Linked DNA regions of Mus musculus: region 1 is linked to region 2. A link is a contact called in public promoter capture Hi-C data. All regions are on one chromosome and are shown on one strand. Each heading gives the region's core, a stretch centred on a gene start, on an enhancer-like site or on the middle of the called end of the contact. The rest is flanking DNA. Distances are from core to core; before and after follow the strand shown. Region 1 holds the start of Mmp21 (matrix metallopeptidase 21). Region 2 holds the start of Ikzf5 (IKAROS family zinc finger 5).

What was found. Promoter capture Hi-C pulls out the DNA fragments that hold promoters and counts their contacts.
Region 1: a promoter capture Hi-C map of liver shows a contact between it and region 2, with 4 times the contacts expected there. The contact joins the promoter of Mmp21 here to the promoter of Ikzf5 in region 2. A contact is called at or near these places in 2 of 39 promoter capture datasets (both in liver) and 1 of 9 other capture datasets (liver).

The regions. Positions count from the first base shown.
Region 1 is chr7:133,677,481-133,681,903 of GRCm38.p6, forward strand. It overlaps Mmp21 (matrix metallopeptidase 21), which reads right to left and starts at 2,581. Exons shown (of 7, transcript NM_152944.1): 1 at 2,405-2,581; 2 at 1,066-1,597; 3 at 40-179. The coding sequence starts at 2,566.
Region 2 is chr7:131,407,556-131,412,291 of GRCm38.p6, forward strand. It overlaps Ikzf5 (IKAROS family zinc finger 5), which reads right to left and starts at 2,923. Exons shown (of 4, transcript NM_175115.4): 1 at 2,832-2,923. Acadsb (acyl-Coenzyme A dehydrogenase, short/branched chain) reads left to right here and starts at 3,046. Exons shown (of 11, transcript NM_025826.4): 1 at 3,046-3,232. The coding sequence starts at 3,191.

The sequences.
Region 1 (4,423 bases), core at 1,331-3,830, 2.3 Mb after region 2:
GTGCTTTGCCTTCCCAACAGAGCAGCTGGGGCCTCTTACTTTGAGAAGGCTGATGCCTGTGTCACTGGAGAGAGGAGTGAAGTGCTCGTCGTCATCAAAGTGGATCTCACCCAGGCGCCAGGCATGTGCAAACTCCTGTCCACTCCCGTCAAACACCCGTGGACAGCCCAGGTGCCGGCCTGGTGTGAGGAGAGGGGTGGGTAGCCGTGAATGAAGGTGCTCATCTTGAAGCCCTCCCTAACAGCACAGACTCTGACAGCACCACAGCTTCCTGGACCTGGTGCAGCTATTGGCCCTGTGGAAGCTCTGTGGGCGCAGACTGAGCTGCCTGGTGTCTGTGAACTGTGAGGCTATAAAGACTAAGAAACTAGCAGGGCCTGTTGGCGAATGTCTTTAATTCCAGCACTCAGGAAGCAGAGGCCAGCAGATCTCAGTTCTGGGCCAACCTGGTCTACAGCGGGAGTTCCAGGATCGCCAGAGCTACACAGGAAAACCTTCATCTTGAAAAAAGAACCACAAAAAAATTTAAAAAAAAAAACAAAAACACAAAACCAAAAAGACTAGAAACATCTAGATGCTAACTGTGCTATGTGCTCTCTCTCTCTCTCTCTCTCTCTCTCTCTCTCTCTCTCTCTCTCTGTGTGTGTGTGTGTGTGTGTGTATGTGTGTGTGTGTGTGTGTGTGTGTGTGTGTGTGTGTGTGTGTGTGTGTGTTGCCAGTGCTGGTGAAGGAAATGGCATTAGAGCTGGGTCCCCTTGTTACTTTTGTCACAAACCATGTCTTATGTGCCCTAGAATTAGGAAATTAGCCCATGAAAGCAGCAAGGTGGATGGGAACATCTCTAGTCACAGATGGGCTGTAGAAGACAGGTTATTTGTCCAGTCTGCCATCAAGGAGGTAACGGTGGCTTCATATATAAGTCCACACCACTCGGGGCAACAAGGCAATCAAGCTAATTGGCCCAGGTTGCCCTAAGCATCATATTGGGCATGGGGCCTTGATGGACGAGCCAGAGGGTGCCTGCAGAGTAGGCAGGAAGGAACCCCAGTCTGGCACCCCTCTTACCTCTCCCAAAACCCAGCTTTATGTCCACCATGGTGCCAGGGGCAGTGCGGTCCTCCCGGAAGTCCAGTGGTGTCACCTCACTCCACATCCTGAAGGCCAGTCTAAAGATGTACCTCTGCTCATCCCCAGAGAGTTGGCTGCTGTAGGCATCTCCCACCAGCCTCCAGGTCAGTGTCTTCTTGGAGAAGGCCCTGCTGGCCCCAGTGTCTGAGGCATCCTCCTGTTGCCCATCTGGCTTGGGGAACAGCATTTGAAGAAAGCGCTTTTGTCTGGCCCTGGGCCGGAGACCTAAAGAGGTCAGCAGGGCTGGTGGGGTTGGCAGGGCAGCCCGAGGGGGCAGCCGTGTGTCAGGAACCCCACAGCGTGGCTTGTTCATAGCGGCCAGTGTAGGTGAGTCCAATTCCCCACTGGCTGGCAGTCTGTTCGCCTTCTGGAATCTACGTACAGCTTGAGCCAAGGTGAATCCCACAGGGACTCCTGCTGACTCCTTTGGGCTAGGTATCTCTGACCAGCCATATTTCAATAGGAAGCTCTGTGGGAAAGAGAAGCCCTAAGTTCATAAGGTTGACTCCTGCTGGGACTTTTCCTGTGCTGTGTTAGCTGGGGAGAGACAGGAGATACACAGAATGAAGCTAAAGATAAAAGGACTTTATCCAGGATCTACCAGAGTGGAGTCATGGGTGCCACATGGCCCGTAGGGGGGCAGAATTGAAGGCAGCCAGGTGGTGGGACTGGAGGGAAGGGGCCATGCCAGAGGGCAAGGCTGGAGGTGGATACACACTGTGGGCTGGTGGTTTCTAGCATGTAGGGGCAGGGAAGGCAGGGGCTATAGGGGTGCCCTTGGCATCCAAAGCAAGTTTGGCACATCATAGCTTCTCACTGCCCTCCACACTAGGGGCACCCTGGAACCAGAAGTTTAGAGGAACCAAATGTTTAGGGGAAATCTTGGTCATCTGTCTGCTTGAGGTAAGACCCAGACTTCAGAGCCATGACTGGAGAAAGGCAACCCTAGTCTGGTTGTGACAGTGGATGGCACTCAATAGCACTTTGCGGGGATCTGTGCCAGTACTGTCCTTTCTCTGTATACCCAGGCTGGCAGGAGGCCAACAGAGGGATGCCATCAGCACAGTGCCTTAGACTCTGACATGTTCACCTTCAAATATCCTCTGACATTTAAAGCTGCTCTCTGCAGGCTCGAAGCTGCCTAGACACTGATGCTTCTAGGGTTAACATCAGACAGAACTATGTGTAACTCCGTGGGAGAGGTGGTTGCCTAGCATGCACGAGGCTCCAGGTTTCATTCCACACAAATGCTGCTGCTCTCTGCATCTCCTCTTACCTGAGCATCATGGAGGTCAGCAATGGGCTTGGCCTGGCTCAGGGGAGATGGCTCCAGGTCCGAACGGTCCCGGCTGTGGAAGAGCCTCTCAGGCTGGGTGGGCTGGGGTGCAACTAGCCAGCAGAGCGGCAGTGTCAGACGCAAGACAGAGGCAGCAAGCATGGCTTCACTGGGACTCTGGTCCTCCTACCTTACTGCGTCCCTGTCTCCCCTCCTAAGGAGCAGGGCATGGTGGGGTCCTTTTATAAGCAAGCAAGTATTTTGTCACCCAGCTCTGAAGTGTGCCTGCTAGGAGGCTGCTTCTGAGGCCCAAGCAAGCTGCCTTTGAAGACCCCAGGGCCACTTTTCTCATGGGTGTGACAATCCCTCTTCCTTCAGTCCTGGATCACAGTACTTCTGAGTGGTGAACTTGTGGATTGCTCTCCTGTGTTGACTTTAGTGATTGGGTTTGCTCCTAAATGAACTGAGGGAGAAGTGCTGGGTGCGTCCACCTGTGCTGCTGCAAGGCAGAGCCCACCCCCTGATAACGTGCCTTTAAGGACCCGGCCTATGGCTTTATAACCTTCATAACCTTCAGTTTGGTTTAGTCTCTTTTTTCTGGGTGGTCTGGGCTTAGGGCATGTTAATTTGTTTCTCAAACTTTAGTTTCTTTTCTTTTCTTTCTTACTGGTGGTTTTTATTGAGAGAGAGAGAGAGAGAGAGAGAGAGAGAAATCTGGGGTAGGTAAGATAGCTCAGGAGGTAAAGGCACTTACTGCCAAACTGGATGACCTAGATTCAATCCCCTGACCTCACATGTTTGGAGAGAACAAACTCCCGAAAGTTGCTCTCTGATCTCCAGGGATGTGTCCACCTGTGCTGCTGCAAGGCAGGGCCTACCCCCTGACAACATGCCTTTAAGGACCCGGCCTATGGCTTTATAACCTTCATAACCTTCACTGTCCAAAGAAATAGCAAATAATGTAATTTAAAAATTAGAATGTCTATTCAACATAGAGCAAAGTGAATTTTAGAACCATCGCAAGAAAAACAGTTTCCCTGCAGTGGGCAGGACCATGCTGAATTTCCTTGCAGACACATATGTGTATGTCTGTAAAGTGTATGTACATTGTACATGTGTCACAACTCCATAGGAAGCCCTGGTACCCAGGTGTTCCTGAATACAGCTACTTACTGTGAAATTCTAATGTGTGGTCAGTGAGTCTATGTGAGGGTAAACTAGAACCACTGAGGCCCATAACAAACTACATACATACATATATACATACATACATACATACATACATACATACATACACACTACACAGCCTGAAGGAGTGAAAGGAGGCAGGCCTGAGCCCCTGGAGTCTAGAGCTAAGCCTGGAATCTCACAGTCCCCATCTGCACCCAAGCCCTGCCTTGCCTAGCTCGAGGCCCCGCTGTGAGCAGTGTCATTCGGCACCCGAGATGGAAGAGCATACATGAGACATTTGTAGTATGGAGGCAACGTTCAGTCAATGCCCTCCCCACCAACCATGAGGACCCTCCTGCTCTGCTGCCTGTTAGTGGGCTTGTCTCTCCTGCAGCCTCCCTAGGAGCAGTGGCACCCCTTTCATCCTCTCTTCCACTTTCTTTTCAAACTGCCTCAGCTGGCTCCTCTCCCTCCTCCATCATCCCCCACGTGCCGTGGTGAGTCCAGCATCCAACATGATCGTGCACCTCATTGCCAGATAGTCCGTCTTTTCTAGAGTCTGAAATGGTCACTTGTGAAAATCCTGAAACCTGACCTGTTTTCTTTCAGAGAGGACAGTCCTGTCCTTTCACTAGTAGAGAGCTGTCCCTTACTCTGCTTTAAGGTGATGAGCAGTGGAGAAGGTTCACAGGTGATTCCTGCACTGTGCGCATCCGTGACCACTGGGTGACCTGGAGATCCATGGCAATCGAAGAAAGATGGATTACAGCCTTGCTGGCTGGCAGCGGGGAGATCCAGTTTCTGTAGACTGATTTGATTGTCAAAGGGCCATCAAGTCTATTTATTGAT
Region 2 (4,736 bases), core at 1,673-4,172:
AGTTTGTTTGTTTGAGACAGGATATTTCTACATAGCCCTGGCTGCCCTGGAACTCACTATGTAGACCAGGCTAGCCTCAAACTCAAAGATCCTCCTGCTTCTCTGCCTCTACCTCCCTAGTGCTGGGATTAAAAATGTGCACTACCATATAGGGTAGTCATGGAAGTTTATCAAAGCAGTACAAGCCCTAAGCAAGACACAGTCCATTCAATTTGTTATCAGAGTGTGAACTAAGATATATATATATTTATGCCATCAACCAAAGAAGAGAAAAACTTCCAAACCTTATGATTATAAGGCATTGCCCAAGCTACTAGAGGAAAAATATCTAAGAGTTAATATTCCACATATCCTGTGTGTGTATGTGTGTTCTTACATATACGATCAAACACCTTTTAATCAGGAGCTAATTATTTAAAAGAGGTGTTAAGATGCAAACTGGAAGGTAAGTACAACTACGAAGCAGATAAGATAAAAATCAAAGGGTCTTCTTTCCTCCACCATCATGGAGCACATGTCTGACTCGACTTCTTGCCTTCCAAAATCAAGAAATTTCTGGCCAAAAAACAAAACTGTTTTATTCCCCCAAGGGATTTGGATGAAAACTAATGACAAAGCCACGTACAACATGTCTCAATTGGAGTCTGATTTGCTTTTATCTGTTCCATATGAGCTAAATAGTTTCAGCAATAAAATGTGTATAACCTTAAAAAACAAACAAACAAACAAAAAACCCAACCAAACCCTAGTCATCTCTCTGAGTGCTAGAGATGCCCTCTACACAAAGGAGAATTCAAAGAACAGTATAAGGTATTACATTTACCTAGCACTGCTTTAAAAGAAATGTTTAACTGAAGGGTTACTACTGATAAGGAAGAATACTTAGCCCAACTTTTTTTTTATTAGGTATTTTCTTCATTTACATTTCAAATGCTATCCCGAAAGTCCCCTATACCCTCCCCCCGCCCTGCCCCCCAACCCACCCACTCCTGCTTCCTGGCCCCGGCATTCCCCTGTACTGGGTTAGCCCAACTTTTTATGTGACAATTAACCCAGAGGTTAGTCAGGCCTACTGAAGTTCTTTATTGTTCAATAGCTGTGTTTACTTCTATAACCTGTTGATTATGGTCATTGAAAGATTTACTCTCCAAGAGAATTTACATTAGTAAAGGCTGACAAACGAGACTTAGTTCATACAGAGTAACATGGACCTTCAAAAAGAATTAGAACACAATTCCTGAGTTCCCGTCTGCTAAAGACTCTGAATGCATGAACACTGTGATAAGGCTCTTCTGAGAAGTCAGAAAACATAAAAAGGAAAACAGAAATGAAGCCACATCTGAAGAAATCCAAAAAAAGAATGATACAATCTAACCTGTTCACCCCAATTTAGCTCCACTTTTTACTTTCCACGGCAACACTGCTGAAATGTTGAATAATTGAAATTTACTCTGGAGATACAACAAAGGCGTCCAAAAGGCCATGGAGGGAATTTCAACTAAAATTCAAAAGCCACAAGAAGTCTGCAAAGAAAGACACGTAAGTGAAAACTTTGCTAGGGACTACAGGCTTAGTAACAAGTTAATAACATAATTTGTGTGTCATTATCATTAACTGAAAAAAAAAAAAAAAAGCAAGGGCAAGCTTGGTGGCCCACAATTACATCCTAGCCATTTGTGTTACTATCATGTTGCCACTGGTCATTTACTTTTAACAAAAAAACTTCAATGCCATTCATATATAATATGCTAATTTCAAGAGATGCCAGGCTTAATGTTGCTGAATAAGTCCAGTTGCACATAAAAGTACATTAGCTCTATCGCCAGGGAAATATATGTAACAACCACCAGGACTCAACCACGGCATATCTGAAGCCCATCTTCAGTGTCCCACAGTACAACAGTTACGGTTTCCTGGGAAACACGGGACCCTTACAGGAAAAGAACTTCAAACATCCCAGTTCCCCCGCAAGGAACTTCCAAGAAAACGTTCATCCTCAGCTGTGCTGAAGACAACATAAACTCAAGACAAAGTCTTACAAGTAGTCCAGATGTTTTAAGCAGCTGTTTTCATGCTGTGTCTTCTAAGTGTAATTTCCCTGGACCTCACAACTTCAGAAGTCTTCATGTCCGTTCTCACTCCTCTGTCCGGTTCTGACCAGCACACAAAGGAGTCATTAAAGAGGCCATGTGGTTACTGGCAGCTACCACTGACTATACTTAGGATCTACAGTTAGACAGACAGCACTTGGACGCTTAGCTGAGGAGGAGCCACATTGAGCATCCAAGAACATTCCCGACAGTCGATCGATGATGAATCGATCGGGGACAGAAATCTTGAATGAGTCGGAAGATCCTCCCCAGCCTCACCTGTTCCCAACATTGGAAAGTACAGGCAGTAGACGCCAGGTCATGAGAGAAAGAAAACTCCTTCCCAACAGCAGCCCGGGGTTAACACCCTATCCAGGATACACCGGGGTTGCTGGGGTCGACTTTGGCACCCCGAGAATGCACTACACAGGGATGCTCCCTGCGATCGCCACCTGTCAAAGCCGGAGACAGCTCCCCACCCTGAGCTCCGAGCTGCGGCCCGACGGCGCCGACTCGCTCGCGAGCCTCCGGGCGGCGCACCCAGTCACTTACGAGCCCAAGAGAGTCCCGAGTCACCACGCTGGCAGCCCACGGGGCACGCAGGACCCTCCGCTGTGGCCAAGGCGAAAGCGGTGTTAGCCGGCTAGCAATGAACCCGGCACTTTACCTTCCGCCATTCCGTCAACGTGCCCTGAGTAACCGTAGCGCCGCCGTGGAAGCTGACCGCCCCCCGTGACTCACCTCCTGACAACCGCACCGAGGAATCCCCACAGCCCTTTTCACTGCCGTCGCCGCCACCGCCACCGCCTCAGCGTTCGTCAGCGTCGCAGCTGTAGCCGCCATATTTGTTGTGTCTCCGCTCCCTTCCCGCCCGCCCCACGCCTTGCCCAAGTCTCGCGTGAGCGTGCTGCAGGGAGCAAGGAGAGAATTATGTCTCTCCTGGGGTTCCGTAGGCGGCAGTGGGCGGGGACTCAAAGGGGTGTGTGAGGGGCGGATGCTCGGAGTGGGCAGGGCCCGAGCTTGCCAGGCCGAGGGAGTCTTGCGCAAGGGTTCGTGGAAAGCCTTGCGAGCTTAACAGGGCCACCCTGCCCGAAGCGAGGATGGCGGTCTCTGCGCTCCAGCTGTGGCGTATGGGCGGGCTGGTGAGTGGGGTCGGTCGAAGCGACCGTCTCAGGAGGCCTGTGGCCACACTGATTCCTGGCGACGTCATCTTTTCCTAATGGGCTGGGGGTCTGGGAGGCTGGTGGAGGGGGCTGAGCCTGGGGCTGGGTCTCCACAGACCCTTCACCTCCGTCTGGTTTTCCTTCAGGATCCGTCCCAGCTCATGCCACATTTCCCCGGATGATGATGATGATTTTTTTGTTTTGTTTTTTGGGGTTTTTTTTGTTTTTGTTTTTGTTTTGTTTTTTTTTTTTTTCGAGACAGGGTTTCTCTGTATAGCCCTGGGTGTCCTGGAACTCACTCTGTAGAGCAGGCTGGCCTCGAACTCAGAAATCTGCCTGCCTCTGCCTCCCGAGTGCTGGGATTAAAGGCGTGCGCCACCATCACCCAACCGATAATGATGATTTTTAATGACTAAAATCTAGGCCTGCTTGTCGAGCCTATTGACACTCTCTTCCCTTCAGCAGCCCAGCTGGAAGGGACCTCTCATATTTCTGGGTCTTAACCATTCAGGGAAGGAATTTCTTAGGCTTTATCTCACTGCGGGGATCTGACCAGCTCCCTTAGATTCTGAGGAGCCCAAAAGCCCATTCTAGTCCTCTTCCTCAAACTTGGTCTGAGGCCAGCCTCTTGTCTCACCAGGATGTTTCTGGCCTCCCTTTGCTCTCTCGGATTTCCTGAGCTTGGAATTAGGACACACAGTACAGTGCAGATGACAGCATCTGTCAGAATAACAGAAGACACTCTGACCAGTCAGAGGGGGCAATGGGTTGAACCATGAGCAAACCTACGTTAGCTGGACTTGGTGCTATTTCTTCAGGTGCCTGAAAGAGACAGCTTTCCTGGAGGATGTTTCTCTACTTAGGCGATTGACGAGCCCATTTAGCTAACTTTGAAGTGAAAGGACAGTTGGGTGCCTTTGCTGTGGTTGTAGTTAGCTGGAAACCCTCCAGCTAAATAGTAATCTTAAAATTTCCTCGGGCAGATGTTAAGTCTCAAGTCTCACCCATTATTCTGGCGAGCAATCAAAATCCTGCAGTATTTATTCCCGGTTTTACAAGCTACTGATGAGAGGAAGTAGCTTGTAAACGGTGAAGCAAGTCTGCACCTCTTTGCCTCACATTGTAGATAATTAACGTTATTTTATTGTTTTACAAGCTTGGGGTGTTTAGGAAATTAATAAAGTTGTGTTAGTGTATTGTCACAAAGGATTAGAAATGGGTTCTTGTGATTATTATTTAATACTGTTTAATAATTGTTGCTTAATAATAATGTAGCCAGCAGACTTGTCTGGGTTGTTGAGTTTGGCCACCCTTTGTTTTTCTAGCCTACAAGCCCTTGGTGCTCTTCCAGCTTCCAGTCTCTCTTACTTTGCATGAACCTCTTAACAAGTAGCTATTTAACCTTGAGATGTAGCGATTTCAGACAAAGGATTAGGTGACTTTGACAAAAACTACTGCTGCTTCTCCTTGGTCGGAGATACCA